2 separate regions of the Zea mays genome follow, and region 2 is linked to region 1. A link is a contact called in public Hi-C data. All regions are on one chromosome and are shown on one strand. Each heading gives the region's core, a stretch centred on a gene start, on an enhancer-like site or on the middle of the called end of the contact. The rest is flanking DNA. Distances are from core to core; before and after follow the strand shown.

The links. Hi-C and Micro-C count contacts between places; a contact is called where the count stands out from the background.
Region 2: a Hi-C map of tassel shows a contact between it and region 1, with 1.9 times the contacts expected there. The contact joins the promoter of LOC103645943 here to the promoter of LOC100274214 in region 1. A contact is called at or near these places in 2 of 25 Hi-C or Micro-C datasets (ear and tassel).

The regions. Positions count from the first base shown.
Region 1 is chr2:9,810,764-9,817,217 of Zm-B73-REFERENCE-NAM-5.0, forward strand. It overlaps LOC100274214 (F-box/kelch-repeat protein), which reads right to left and starts at 3,594. Exons shown (of 3, transcript NM_001148586.1): 1 at 3,481-3,594; 2 at 3,259-3,358; 3 at 525-2,079. The coding sequence starts at 3,317. The coding sequence ends at 720.
Region 2 is chr2:10,596,812-10,603,265 of Zm-B73-REFERENCE-NAM-5.0, forward strand. It overlaps LOC103645943 (myosin-11), which reads right to left and starts at 4,131. Exons shown (of 9, transcript XM_020548133.2): 1 at 3,786-4,131; 2 at 2,615-2,714; 3 at 1-1,971. The coding sequence starts at 2,686.

The DNA of each region.
Region 1 (6,454 bases), core at 2,344-4,843:
AGGGAGCAAAACCACCAGCGAAGTAAACGAAGCTGACAAACTGAACCTTTTTTTTTCCTACTATAGAACACCGGTCAAACTCTTGCATTTAAAAAGTTGGGCGTGGGCAGAAAACTCAACGTATAGAATATTATGAAAGTATGGGTAATATGCATTTCATAATAATCTGGAATATTTATACAAAACAATGTTCTGACTTCTGACTGCCTTGCTGAACTGTTTGAGCTGACTACAAGATTTCTGAATATCAGTACAGAATAATATTAAGGTATGGCTAATATGCAGTACATTTTTAAGTATTATACACAACAAAGTTCTGACTTCTGACTATCTTCCTGAACTGTTTGAGCTGACCCAAGATCTCTGAACACCAGTACGCAAGTACGGTGCATTGAAAATCGAGGCCTTAGATTTGTCTCAGAACAATGGGGCAGACAAGCTTTGCAAAAATGATGAATAACGAATACTGCATAAAATTCGTACTGGACAAGAACAAAGAATTCTGAACGAGTTTAACAGAAGAAGAAAAAAAAGTAGTTCCAGGTAAACTGAACTGAATGCTCTTTGCTCTCTACAAAACATTCAATCAATTGAGAGCTCCGCGAAATGAGGGGAGGGGGTGTCATTTCTGAATTACAAGTCATTATAAAGGGCAGCTAAATGGCAGCAAGAAATGGTTGGCTTGCTAAACCAGTGGCATGTACTGAAGCAAAGGTAACTCAGCACCCCATTATTGCACAGTTGTAAACGAAGACGCCTGCACGTTCCTTCACCGAGAGAACCTCCCAGTCAGCACCATCTTCCCCACCTTCAGGGCACCAGGAATGCAGCAATATTACCTCGCCACGAGGTCCTCTATGGCCCCCGATTACCAGCAATCGATCGCCACAAGCTTTGAAAGCTAGACCCCAACCATTGGATGAGTCAGCTCTAACAGGCAATGGCTTCAGTATGTTCCAGGCATTGTTTGCCTTGTCATACTTCTTGACCACATTTGTCGACTGGTCAGCGGCGTAGAGCTGGTTATTCACAACAGCAACAAGAGGAGGCGATTGAGATGCACTGGTTCCACCAGGGTACATATCAAGTATTCTTCTCCAGGTCCTTGTTTCAAGGTTATATTCCTCTCCACAAGTTAATGAATCCCTCTGACTGGACACGCCCCCAATGACATAAAACTTGCCATCCATGAAGAAACCTGAAGAGAGCCGCCTGGGCAGGTTCATGTCTGGGATAGTCTCCCAGTGCCCAATCTCTGAATTGTACAATTCAGCAGACCTCAGCACCTGTCCATTCTTATCACATCCACCAGCAACAATAGCAATCTCACCTGAGCTTCCCGAGGCAAAAAGGCAGCGGGGCAGATTCATTGGAGTGCATGGGGACCAACTGCGAGTCAGTAAGTTGTACATCCAAATAGCAAGGCCAGTATATTCACGGCCGAAGACAAGCAGCTGTGTTCCGACGGCAAGTGATTCCTTGTCTGCACAGGAGAAGCACTCGTCGCATGGCATTCTCGGTAGCCTCATCCAGCGCTTTCGTGAAGGATCAAATGCTTCCCAGGGCATCAAGCTACAAGCAAGATAGACCCAGTGCTCAACAATGTCATATTTCCTTCGCAGTCTGTACAAATATCCACTGTTAATTAACAAATTGAATCTTTTGTTCAGACAAGAAAGGGAAGGGTAGTCTGATCTGCTTGCCCAAGCAAGGCAGTCTTGAGACAGATCATCATGAAGGCCGGGGAAGTAGCAATCATTCGATCTGTTGCCACTTGAATCACCTCCTGATTGAGCCTTCGTAATGGGTTTCTGCTCCTTCAGTTCAAGTTCTTCACTATCCAAATCTGTAGCATATAGAAAGAAATCTAATTCTGAAATATCACAGAACACATCTGAGTGTTTCTTCGACTCCCCAGAGAAGTACTCATTCCTGACCAACAGAAAGTAAGCTAGTATGTACTTCTGCCATGAACTCTGATCCTGCTGGCCAAACAGCCTAAAGAGACGCAGAACCAAAGAGCCCGGAAGGGCAACCAGGCTTCTTGAGTTGCAATCTTGTAACTCTTCCATTATTTGTCTGATCTATGACAAAATCGAGGACTTGAGGTCAGAAAGTTCAGAGGTCTCCTCTGGAAAAAATCAAGGGACAAACTATCAGGAAATGCATGATGTTCTTTGATAATTTTCACACAAATGGCAGATACTAGACCACAGTGAGACATTCAACTTCATATTTGAACTCTTGCTAAGGAATATCTTCATTGCTGATCTGAAGCTTTGCAGTATCCAGAATCTACTAAAATCATAAACTACAGTGCTAAAAATCTCAAAGATACTCCCTTGTAGAAATTCTGTTTGAGGTAAAACTACTCTTCTTTCGTTGTTGATACCAGTATCGCCAAGGCGGCAAGAATACTGCTGCACGGCAGACTCCTAATTCAGCCAGCTAAAATATCATATCAATCAACCATAACCATACAAATAAACTAATAAACCACACAAGAACAAGCACTTGATGAGTCGTTACCATGACTAAGCAACAATTGTAACAAAACTGATGCGACAAGATTAAAACAAAATCAACACCAAGCTAACTCGACCTTTTCCTGATTTAACAAAGCTTGATGCGCATACTGCCTTAACTCGTAAACAAGTTTCGCGCGAGAAACACGGAGAGGCATTTACTAGGCGCATCCCTGTTATCTGCATTATCTCAAAACAGAAGAAAAAATATATAAAATGTACGGATGATGCCCCGCTGATTCCATTATTCATTATTATTTGTTGCAGACGCAAGGCAAAAGGCCAAAAGCCTTCACTCTACGAACAGGGAGTAAACTAGCGAATAATTACCAGATGCCGGCAAAAATACCAGCCTATTCAAACTGGAAATCGGGCCATCAGCCAGCAGAAAACAGCGCATACCATGTGGCTGCTCTGCAACAAAATGCACTAAAAAAATCAGGGACTCTCTGGCTCCAACCCACTCCACCTCCCAAAGGAGGAAGGAAACAAGAACCTTTCCCCGACGAATTCACTGCCATTGTCTCCAGAGCCCAGACCTCCACCAGATGGAACTACGCCACCAGCAAAAGTAAAGTTTGTTTGGCAGCTCGCCACTACGGTTTGCACAAACTCTGAAACCGATGAGTGAAAAGGGAAAAGATAACAATAACAGACAAGAACAAAAAAAAACAGCACCCCGCTTTGGAACGGAAACGGAAGAGGTGAGCACGAGAGAATTGAGCTGCCTCACCTCGCCGAGACGCGCCGCCAGCGAGATCCGGGCCACCGGCTGGCGCCGGCCGCCTGCATCCCGGCGCCCAGCACGCGCGGCTCGCCGGCCTCCGAGCGACCTGTCGAAGCACGGGGCCACCGAGGAAAGCGGTTACGCTCCGCGTCACCTCGCCCCCCAAAGAAAAAACAAACGAAAATGTGGCGACCGCCCGCTCGGCGGGCGCGCGGCGAGAGAGCTCACCGGAGTCGGGCGGATCTCTTGGGCAGGAAGCCCAGGACAGCGGTGCAGCGTGGGGAAGGGGCGCTCGCCGACGAGCGGGGCCGGGCGGTGGGGGCCACCGTCAGTGGGACGGGGGAGGGCACGGGGGGGCGAGGCCTGGAGCGGTGGGGGGGGGAAGGCGTATTTATATATGTGGATATGGACGGGAGAGGGAGGGAGACCCATGTGCATAAGCCCGGGGGGTGGTGCTCGAGTGCCAAATGGCTCGCAAGTTACCTTTACCCTTTTTCTAACGCTTTTACTGTCACCTCGGTTACCATGCTTAACCCCCACTGTTATCTCGAAAACCAGCCAGTTGCGTTAAAAAAACAAAAACTGTCACCTTCCCATTGGACGGCTCCTGCCTCGTATTTTGAGACCAGCAAAAAAAAATTTGTTTAAACCCGATTCGATGGATCTGGACGGTGCACTGTTGGGCGGCTCACAGGCATCATGTCCATCGCAGCGACTCAAATAATAATAATAAAAAAAGAACCTGTGTGATTTTAGACGATTTCAAAAATGCATATATCCTGTGTCAGAAATGGGAGAATCTTTAGATAATAGATGCACTGGCGCGCACGTACGTGGATAGATCCAGCAGCTGAACGCGTCGCAGAGCTTGTACTTGGCTGGCTTGCCATCTCTCCTTCTCTTTTTTTTTCTGTTGTTATAATGGAATGTTTTTTCACAGTGTACTTGCGCCTGGCCTCTCTTCTAGGATTCAGGGCGTGGACGTGGACGGAGTGAAAGAGTGGGTAGATGGGTGGGGGTGTTGGAAAAGAATCTCCAAAGTGGCGGATGACCGAAAGCCTGTAGGGGCCAATGCAGCACCACCATAGTTTACCCCCCACGTTAAAACGCGACAGAAACGAAAAGCGACAACGCAGTGCCATCGACCTGGGTGTGTGTGTGTGTGTGTTTTCTTCTTCCGCTCTGGCAGCTAACATTATTGATGCGCTATCTTTTGCAATAATAATGTGGGACGCATAATCAAAGGTGATTTGACCGGAGAGAGTTATAGAATACGGCTAGCAGGGCAGCATTTTCCGAGATAATTCTAGAGATACCCGAGATGGCATTGGAGTAGTTCGTTCTTAAATAAAAAGCACATGTAAGTCCCCTATTTCACACCATTTGAGATAATTCTAGAGATACCCGAGCAGCTCTGTAAGAGTACTCCGTTCTTAAATAAAAACACATGTACATTAGGTTGTCTTTGACATCTCTCCTATCGCATCCCCTATTTCTACCATGTAGATACCTCAATTTTATAAAATTTGCTACGGACAACCTTACTAGAGGATATTAGCCATAAGAAATTACACTGCTACCTCTATACTCATTTATCTGATGTGTCATTGGTCCACCAGCAATGATATAGTGAAATATTAACTGTAACTAATACAATGCTTGTGAGTTACGACAACACAAAATATTCGATTACATGTTACTACATACCGATTAAGCTGCATCAATTGTGGGGATCTGTTTGAATCCCATGAGCTAAAGCTAAATGACTAAAATTTAGTTACTTTTTAGGATCTAATCAGTAAGAACTCAAAGTGACTGAAATGATACTATTTTATCATTTTAATCACTTTTAGCTCTCTCTATTTGGATTTTACCTTATAAGTCACTTTTGTTTTAGCTCTTGTTTTAGCTCGTGGTATCCAAACGAGCCATGAATCATTACACATTTCCTCCATGATTAATCAAATATTACAAGAGCTCTACACCTTTTATAGGATAATAACTACAATAGAGTACATATCTAGGAAATAAGTTGCACACTCTTTCATTTTTATACACTTTGGGTTATTGTGGTAGATCAAATAGGTCTTAGTTGAATAGGAACAACAATTTCATTTTTAGGGATTGTATACCCGAGGAAGGTAACATATCTCTAATGATTGAACGCAATCTAACTCACCTAACCTCCTAGTCATTTTAGCCCGCGAAACACATACTCCATACAAATTCAGCCCATAGGAGTAATAATTAAAAGAATATTGAAAGTAAAGGAACTAGCATAGGTTGTGGTTGTAGTGTTCATCTTCTGCAAGTCAAACAAGTGACTATCTTGTTTCCTTTCCTCACATAGTGAGTGGAGCAAACGCTTGGCATAACACATCCATCCATCTTTGATGGTCCAATACTGAGCTCACAAGAGGGCCACCCATCGCCTGTCACGAGATAGATGCAAGAACTGGTTAGATCAACGTCGCGCCGTAGGTCGTTTGGTATGGATATTGCTTCCCTGTTGGGCATGTTGGGTCACGATTCTTTTGGGTTGGGTTGGATTTTTTTTTGGCCTTGAGTCTAGGTTTTTTTTGGTTAGGTCGGGTTTTAGGTTAAAAAATATAACCGAGGTTTGAGTCACAGGCACATTTCATTTTTAGGGCATGTATAACCGAGAAAGGTAATGGATCTCTAATGATTGAATGCAATCTAACTCACCTAACCTCCTAAGGTTAAGTGAGGCAATTGGTTATTAGCCAGTGGAACGTAGTATGAATAAAATAATAGGATAAGAACAATGCAATTGGTTATTAGTCGGTGGAACCTAAGGTTCATATAGTCCTTGTAATATTTTTGTTTTTTACGTTCATCAATCGATGAGTAGCAAGGTAATGTATAGTATTACATGTACTATGGCTCAAATTCCTCTAATTATTCGTATGTTGGCTCCCACTCATGTCTAAGTACGTTTGGCACGATCACATACCTATGCCATGCTATCTCATAATTCCCTCTCATTTTCTGATACTCTTTGTACCCGGGTCGAATTGATGACGATTAGCTTTACCCATAACGAAGTTCGTTGTTCCTGTCTCCTTAAGCACCTCTACGCCACGGGGTTCCATTATCGTGCCTTTGACACCGTGCATCTTGCCATCTAGACGAATCTAACAGCTATGACGATAGATCTCGCTTTCTATGGACATGCATACAC
Region 2 (6,454 bases), core at 2,881-5,380, 790 kb after region 1:
CTCCATAAGCTCCTTCTCTTTCTCGCTTGCTGCTTCCACCACAGCTTCAAGACTAGCTGCTTTTGTCTGATAAGCTTCTAGATCATCAGAGAGCTGCGAAGCCTTGCTTCTGTACTGCTCAAGTTCTTCTTCAACCCCCTTGAGCTTTTCATATGTGCTGTTCAGCTCCTGCTCCAGTTCCTGTGTCCGAGAGTATGCACCTTCAGCATGAGTCTTTGATGTGTGAAGCAGATCTTCCAGCTCCAGACTTCTTTGCTGAACTGAATGTGCTTGTTCTTGATGCTCTGAACATTTATCAGTCAGCTCCTTGACTTCTTGTTCAAGTAGCTGGTTTTTAGACATCGAGGAATCTAGGGAGGATTGTAGCTCGTTAATTTTTTCTTTGTATCCCTCTGCACTGGTCATTGTTTCTTCAAGCTGCATTCCTCTTTCTGCTGATACAGCAGCTTCTTGTTGAATACGCTCTTTCAGCAACTCTATTTCTTCACTTGATGCAACTAATTTGCTCTCAATCTCACTGAGTTGTTGCTCAAGGTCTGAGCCTTTCTTCTCAGCAGCTTTTACACTTGCCTCAGCTTCTTTTAGCTCTAGGTTGAGTGCCTCTTCAGCTGCACGCATTGCCTGTATTTGTGCTTCAAGCTCAATAATCTTCTGACTTGCATTTTCTCCAAAAGCTTTGGATTCACCATGCTGCTCACTGAGAGAGTTCAGATTCACCTCCAACTCTTCTTTTTGTGACAGTGCTTCTGAGAGTACCAATTGTGCTTTAGCAAGCTCATCTTCTGCCTGATGCAACATGAAATCTTTCTCAGAAAGTTTTGAATTAAGATCAGCAAGTGACCCTTGGAGACTTTCATTTTCATCCTTCAAGTTGTCAAGCCCAGCCTGTAAGATGAGTAGCTGTTCATTTTGCTTCTCTAGTGCAGCCTCACTTGTTTGTCTGTCTTTTGACTGCTCATCAAGTTTTGTCTCCATTTCCTGCAAACTCAAAAGCTTTAATTGTAGTTCCTCAAGCGCAGTAGTAAGTTCAGTCTGTAGTTTAAGATTATTCTCTTTAAGGGATTCTTCAGACGAACAATGGAGATTCAACTCTTCAGTTAGTTTACTGATATCAGCATCCTGGGAGGCAAGCTTCTGTTCCAAATCTGCCACTTGTGACTTTGACAGCTCCAGTGCCTCTTGTACCACCTTGAGTTCTGAGATTGTGTTTCTCAGCGATTCTTCTATTTGCTGATGGTCAGTGGCCTTATCTTGATGACCCTTTACCTCCTCTTGAAGACTGCTAATATGTTTTTCCATTTCTTTCATGTTTGACTGTGCCAGTTCCAGCATCTTATCAAGTTCTGAAGCCCTCTTCGCCTCCTGTGCAGCATGCAAGCTTCTTTCATCCTTCAGCTCTTCAAGTTTACGAAGCTTATCTGCTGATGAATCCAATTCAGCTTCAATTTCTTGAACCCTCTTTTTTGAGGTTTCAAGCTCAGAACCCAGCTCCTTCAGCGACTCTGTTGCTTCAGCCAGCTCCTTATCTTTCATAGAAAGAGAGCTTTGAGCTTCTTGTAGAGAACTGTAGTGCATGCTCTGTTTGTTTTCTGCTTCTGTCAAGTCCTTTACTAGTTTATCTTTTTCAGATTCAAGCTCCTCAATACGCCTTGTCAGCTTTTCCAACTGTTCTGTTTGTTGGTTCAACATTGAGGACTCTACATGTCTTGTGTTTGCTGCAACTGATTGTTCTTCAGGTGCTGTTATTTTTTCTTCTTGTGTTTCACTTTGTTCTGTAACAGGAGATGTATCAACCGTAGTACTTCTTGAAGCAGCGATTTCTTCCCCCACTTTTGCTGAGTCAAAGTTTTCCTTCACATCTATCAGTTCAAACCCATCAGATCCAGTTCCATCGTCTTCATCATTGTGTGTTTCCTTGACTTGCAAATTTGTATTACCATTGGGTACTTTTTCTTTATCATCATCGTGTGCCTGCAGAAATGGCATTGTAAAAATTCAGTGATCTCTTTGGAACATCAATTTTCAAAAGAAAAAAATAATAGCAAACTTTGATAATAACAGTGTGGGAATTATACTAATCTTTGCCCAAAAGCTTTAGCTCTGCTGGTATTTTTTTTGTAATCTCTACCCTTTTCTATAACCTTGTTAATGCGATGGATGCAAATATTTATGACCTGAAACTGAAAACTGCATTCGACCTTTTATTTTAACCCAACAAACCAATCCTGAAACCTGCATTGCAGTGTTCACAGCGCAGCACATTAATTTTCATATTATGCATATATAAAATGTAACCAGGATACCAGAGAGATGAAGATCAACACAAGGTACTTGGAGCATAGCAGCTAGCAAGTTATTTTATCAATCCAAACAGGCTTAGCATGACAAACACCCCATATACATATGATTCGGCTAGATATTTTTTGGTGCCTCATCGATTTGTGTGCATGACAGGTATTGGAAGCTAAATGTTTTCAGTTATTGGAAATGTGTGTCTCTCAGGGCCTTAGCAAAGCTATAGCAAGGGGCTTCGGTCAAACATAGTAAGTAGGAAACCCATAACAATACTCAAGTTGCTAAGTGGGCATTAGTAAGGGATAGCATGTTTTCTTACCGGCGTCTTAGCAGGCACGTTAAGATCAGCCGTCTCTGGAGCGCTTACTTCGGCGGCCTGCTCGACTTCCATATTCCACAGCTACTTTAGCTGTCCGTCCCTGCAAATGGTAGCAAGAATCACCAGCATCAATTCCTGAATCGAATCATACATAAAACAAGTAACAGTAGAATCCAAGGCAGAAACTCAGTCCAGTCCAACGGCATTAAAAAACGGGCTTTCTTTTACAGCCTGGACGATGAAGGATACAGAGATAAAGTTCACGGCTAGAATCCAATGTGTCCACAGTGTAAAGTAAAATCATTCTGGTGCTCGGAAAGGATTAGGTGGTTCCTACTCATGCCAAGACTTACCAACAACTCGAAATTGGATCGGAAAATCGAGTGAATCTGAACCGTGCAAAGGCGCTCAGCTCACAGAACAGACTGAAAAGACCGCACACATCGATGAACACGCTGTGCGCACGACCAGATAAGATTTTTTAAAGAAAACGTTAGATTATTTGATCTGAGCTAGCTCACTGACCCTTGAAGCACAAGATTGCAGGCACCAAACACAAGGATCGACAGCAAGGCATAGCAACCAAACAAGGACAAAAAAAAAAAGCAAAGCCAAGAGACAAAGACGACAGCCCGGACTCACCAACCTCCCCACGACCGTCTCGTCCCCTCCACTGCCTACCCTGAGCGGGGACATGGCATCTGCAGCGCCCGCGAAGTCAAAGAGGAGCGAGAGCGATCCGATCGGGGCGAGACACCGGAAAAGGAAACTGAAGGTGGCTGATCGATCGAAACACCGGAAAAGGAAACGGAAGCAAGCAGGGAAGCACGAGGCAAACGAAGAGAGGCGCAGCACTCCTCCTGGCAGCTTCCGGCTGCACCAGCACGCTGCACGCATCGGAGAAGCCGAGAACCAAACGCCAACGAGGTGGCACGGCGACTCCAGACAGAGGGCTCCAGTGTCCAGACGGGCAAAGCGAAGCGAAGCGAAGCGAAGCGAAGCGAGGACCTCCGAACCAAAACAGACGGGGAATCGCCGGTGGATAATCGCTAACCCCGAGCGCAATCGGACTCATCAAGAATCAAAATGGAAGAAAAAAGAAGAAAAAACTGGCCGTTTTCAATACAAAAGAACCTCTCCATCCAATCCAGTCAGAAGAAACATAAGTCACCTTGGATTTGGATCAGGAAGAGGTGTCCCGGCGGACGGCGGTCCAATCCTTCTTGCTTCCTGTCCCTTGGCGGTTGCAGGCGAGCGAGCAGCCAGAAGGAGAACCAAGCCAGCCAACCCCGGCCAGAAATCAACAGAGAGAAGCGGGTGGAGAGAAGAAAAAGAAAAGGAGAGAGAATCTTTTTATTTCGTCGGGGGTTTCTTCCGTCGTGGGAGGGTTTATATGTAACCTGCTGGCGGTGCTGCGGTATGCCGTATGCGTATGCGTGCTGTTGGCTGAGCTGCCGCGTCCGGCGGGTGGGACCCGCATGCAGTGCCGGAGGGGTTGCTGGGCTCACCGGCCTGTGAGCTCACCTCCTCAGCATTCCAGTACTGAGCTGACGTGGATTCGACACAGATTTGGAAGTGCACGAAACATTTCTCGCGAGTAGCCAGCATGCAGGAAAAATAAATGTGTGGGTGGGGACTGGGGTGGGTTCGCTCCGTAGGAAGAACAGGCTTGGGGCTCTTTGCAATGTGGGAATATTTCTCATTTCCAGTGTTTTTCTTATAAAAATAAATTGATTTCTGTGAAATTCTTGTATAATTCATCTAAAAAATCTGCATTCCAAATGGGCTCTTATGGTATTTTGAACGGGTCTACTCCTTAAAAAGTAAATGTGCACCTAAAATTAATGAAGCAGTTCTAGTACTATAAAATCTAATTACTTTAGTTTAAATAGAATATTTTATTTTAGGTTGTCGTCCATCGTGTATATAGTCGTGAATACACAATTTTGTATTGTAGATTGCACCATGTCACATAGTGAAATTTCAAGTATGGGGTATGTAAGGCTATGGTAGATAGCCTTGTAGGCCTCACTTTATCAATGTTAGGGTTTCTTTATTCCTACTCTTAAAAACATGACTTCTTTTAGGACTTGGTCAGGCGCGATCATGATAGTTGATAGTTAATGCACAATATAGTTTGGTGCGCCTAGGTCGAGGGAGAGCACAACCAGATTGGAGGGAGGGAGAGAAATAGGCACGACCGACCATGCCTAGAGGCGAGCACAAGCACGACTGCCCAGAGTGTGGGGGTATGCATGACTGGTTAGAGTGGGCATGGGATGGGTTGGATAGAGTGAGGGGGCATGGGAAGAGTGATAAGGCAAGGGCTTGCGTGGGCTGGATTGAGGGATGGGAGGGAGAGAGACAACAAGGTTGGTGTTGTCGCTGCTTACCACAGTAAGGAGAGTGAAAAGATAGAGGGGGGAAAGGTGTGGTCAACCAGGGTTGGAGCGGACACGAGCGTGGCTGCACGAAGTGAGGGATAGGAAGAGAGACACAGGGTGGAGTGGGGGTAGAGGGAGGGAGATGGAGGGAAAGATGTACAAGCGATTAGAGTGAGAGGGAGGGAGGGAGAGAGAGCCTCAATCGAGGTTAAGTGCGATCAGGCATCATAGCGAGCTGATGCGACTAGGGCATGACTACTCGCACCTTTCCAAGTTACATGGGTGCTAGGCGAGGAGCACATGGTCAGTGGCGTCTAGGGCGAGGATTCGATCAGTGTAGAGCCTTTGTCGCCTAAGCATGGATTTTTTCCACGGACGAGAGAGAAAGGTGCGGATGAAGGAAGGGAAAGAGAAAAAAGAATAAAGGGGTATGTTGTGTAACTAGTGATAACGGTGGTTAATTTTTTTTATCAAGTTCGCAAATTTTGAGATTCGCTAGTTTAGTGAATCTGGATTTGGTGGACGTGGAATGTTTGGCAAACATTTCATGGAATGAAGTTGTTTTTTTTTTTTTTGCAATTTAAGCGGTCACCATAGAGGGAACTTATAGACTATTCGGATTTGGATTAACAAACATTAGTTAACCCGAGCTTGTAATAGATTAATGTGTGGCAATAACATGTAAATAAACTATATATGGTCCACTACCTACCATAAGATCATAATATGAACCGATTTTGTAGCTCGGGGTTACAAGGACCCTCTAAGATTTCCATGGTAAAAGTCAACCGAAAGTCATACGGCCACCTACACATGACTACTACAGTAGAACATAGGGTAGAGCGACGAACGATTCAGCGAAAAAGCGACCAAACTCTTTCTTCCTCATCCTTCTCTCTCTCTTTCATTTTGCATATGGTATGCTCTCTATCTAGTCATGCTTGTGGGTCCAACAAATTAGATTGGTTTAATATTGAAATACGTATCAACTTTCGCGGCCCACAAAAAATGGCAAGAATAATCTGAGTTCCCACGGACCAGGTCATTTTCACAGATCCCACACTTAATTAAAGCCTTCCGCTTTTGGATTGCCTGTGCGGGAAAATAATGTGTCGATCGATAATGCATCGCTCCAAAAGGCGTTTCCATCGTGTGCGCACGTCTTTAGGGTCTGGATTACCTTGCAAGCCGGCCTATCGCTCAGTTCATCAGCAAACAAGAAACTCCAGCCACATTCAGGCGTGCGGGGTGTGGTCACGCAGCTTGCATGTAATTTGCGGTGACCTTCCGAGTATTCGCATATATTGCTAGGATGATGGATGGCACATGGCAGATCGGCGGCAGGCACGGCTGGCCACCGCAAATAAAAGAGAGGCTTGCATTGCAACCTGGCACTGGCATGGCATGGAAGAACAGAAAAATGCTGGCCTGTGTGGTCAGGTCAGGTACTACCACT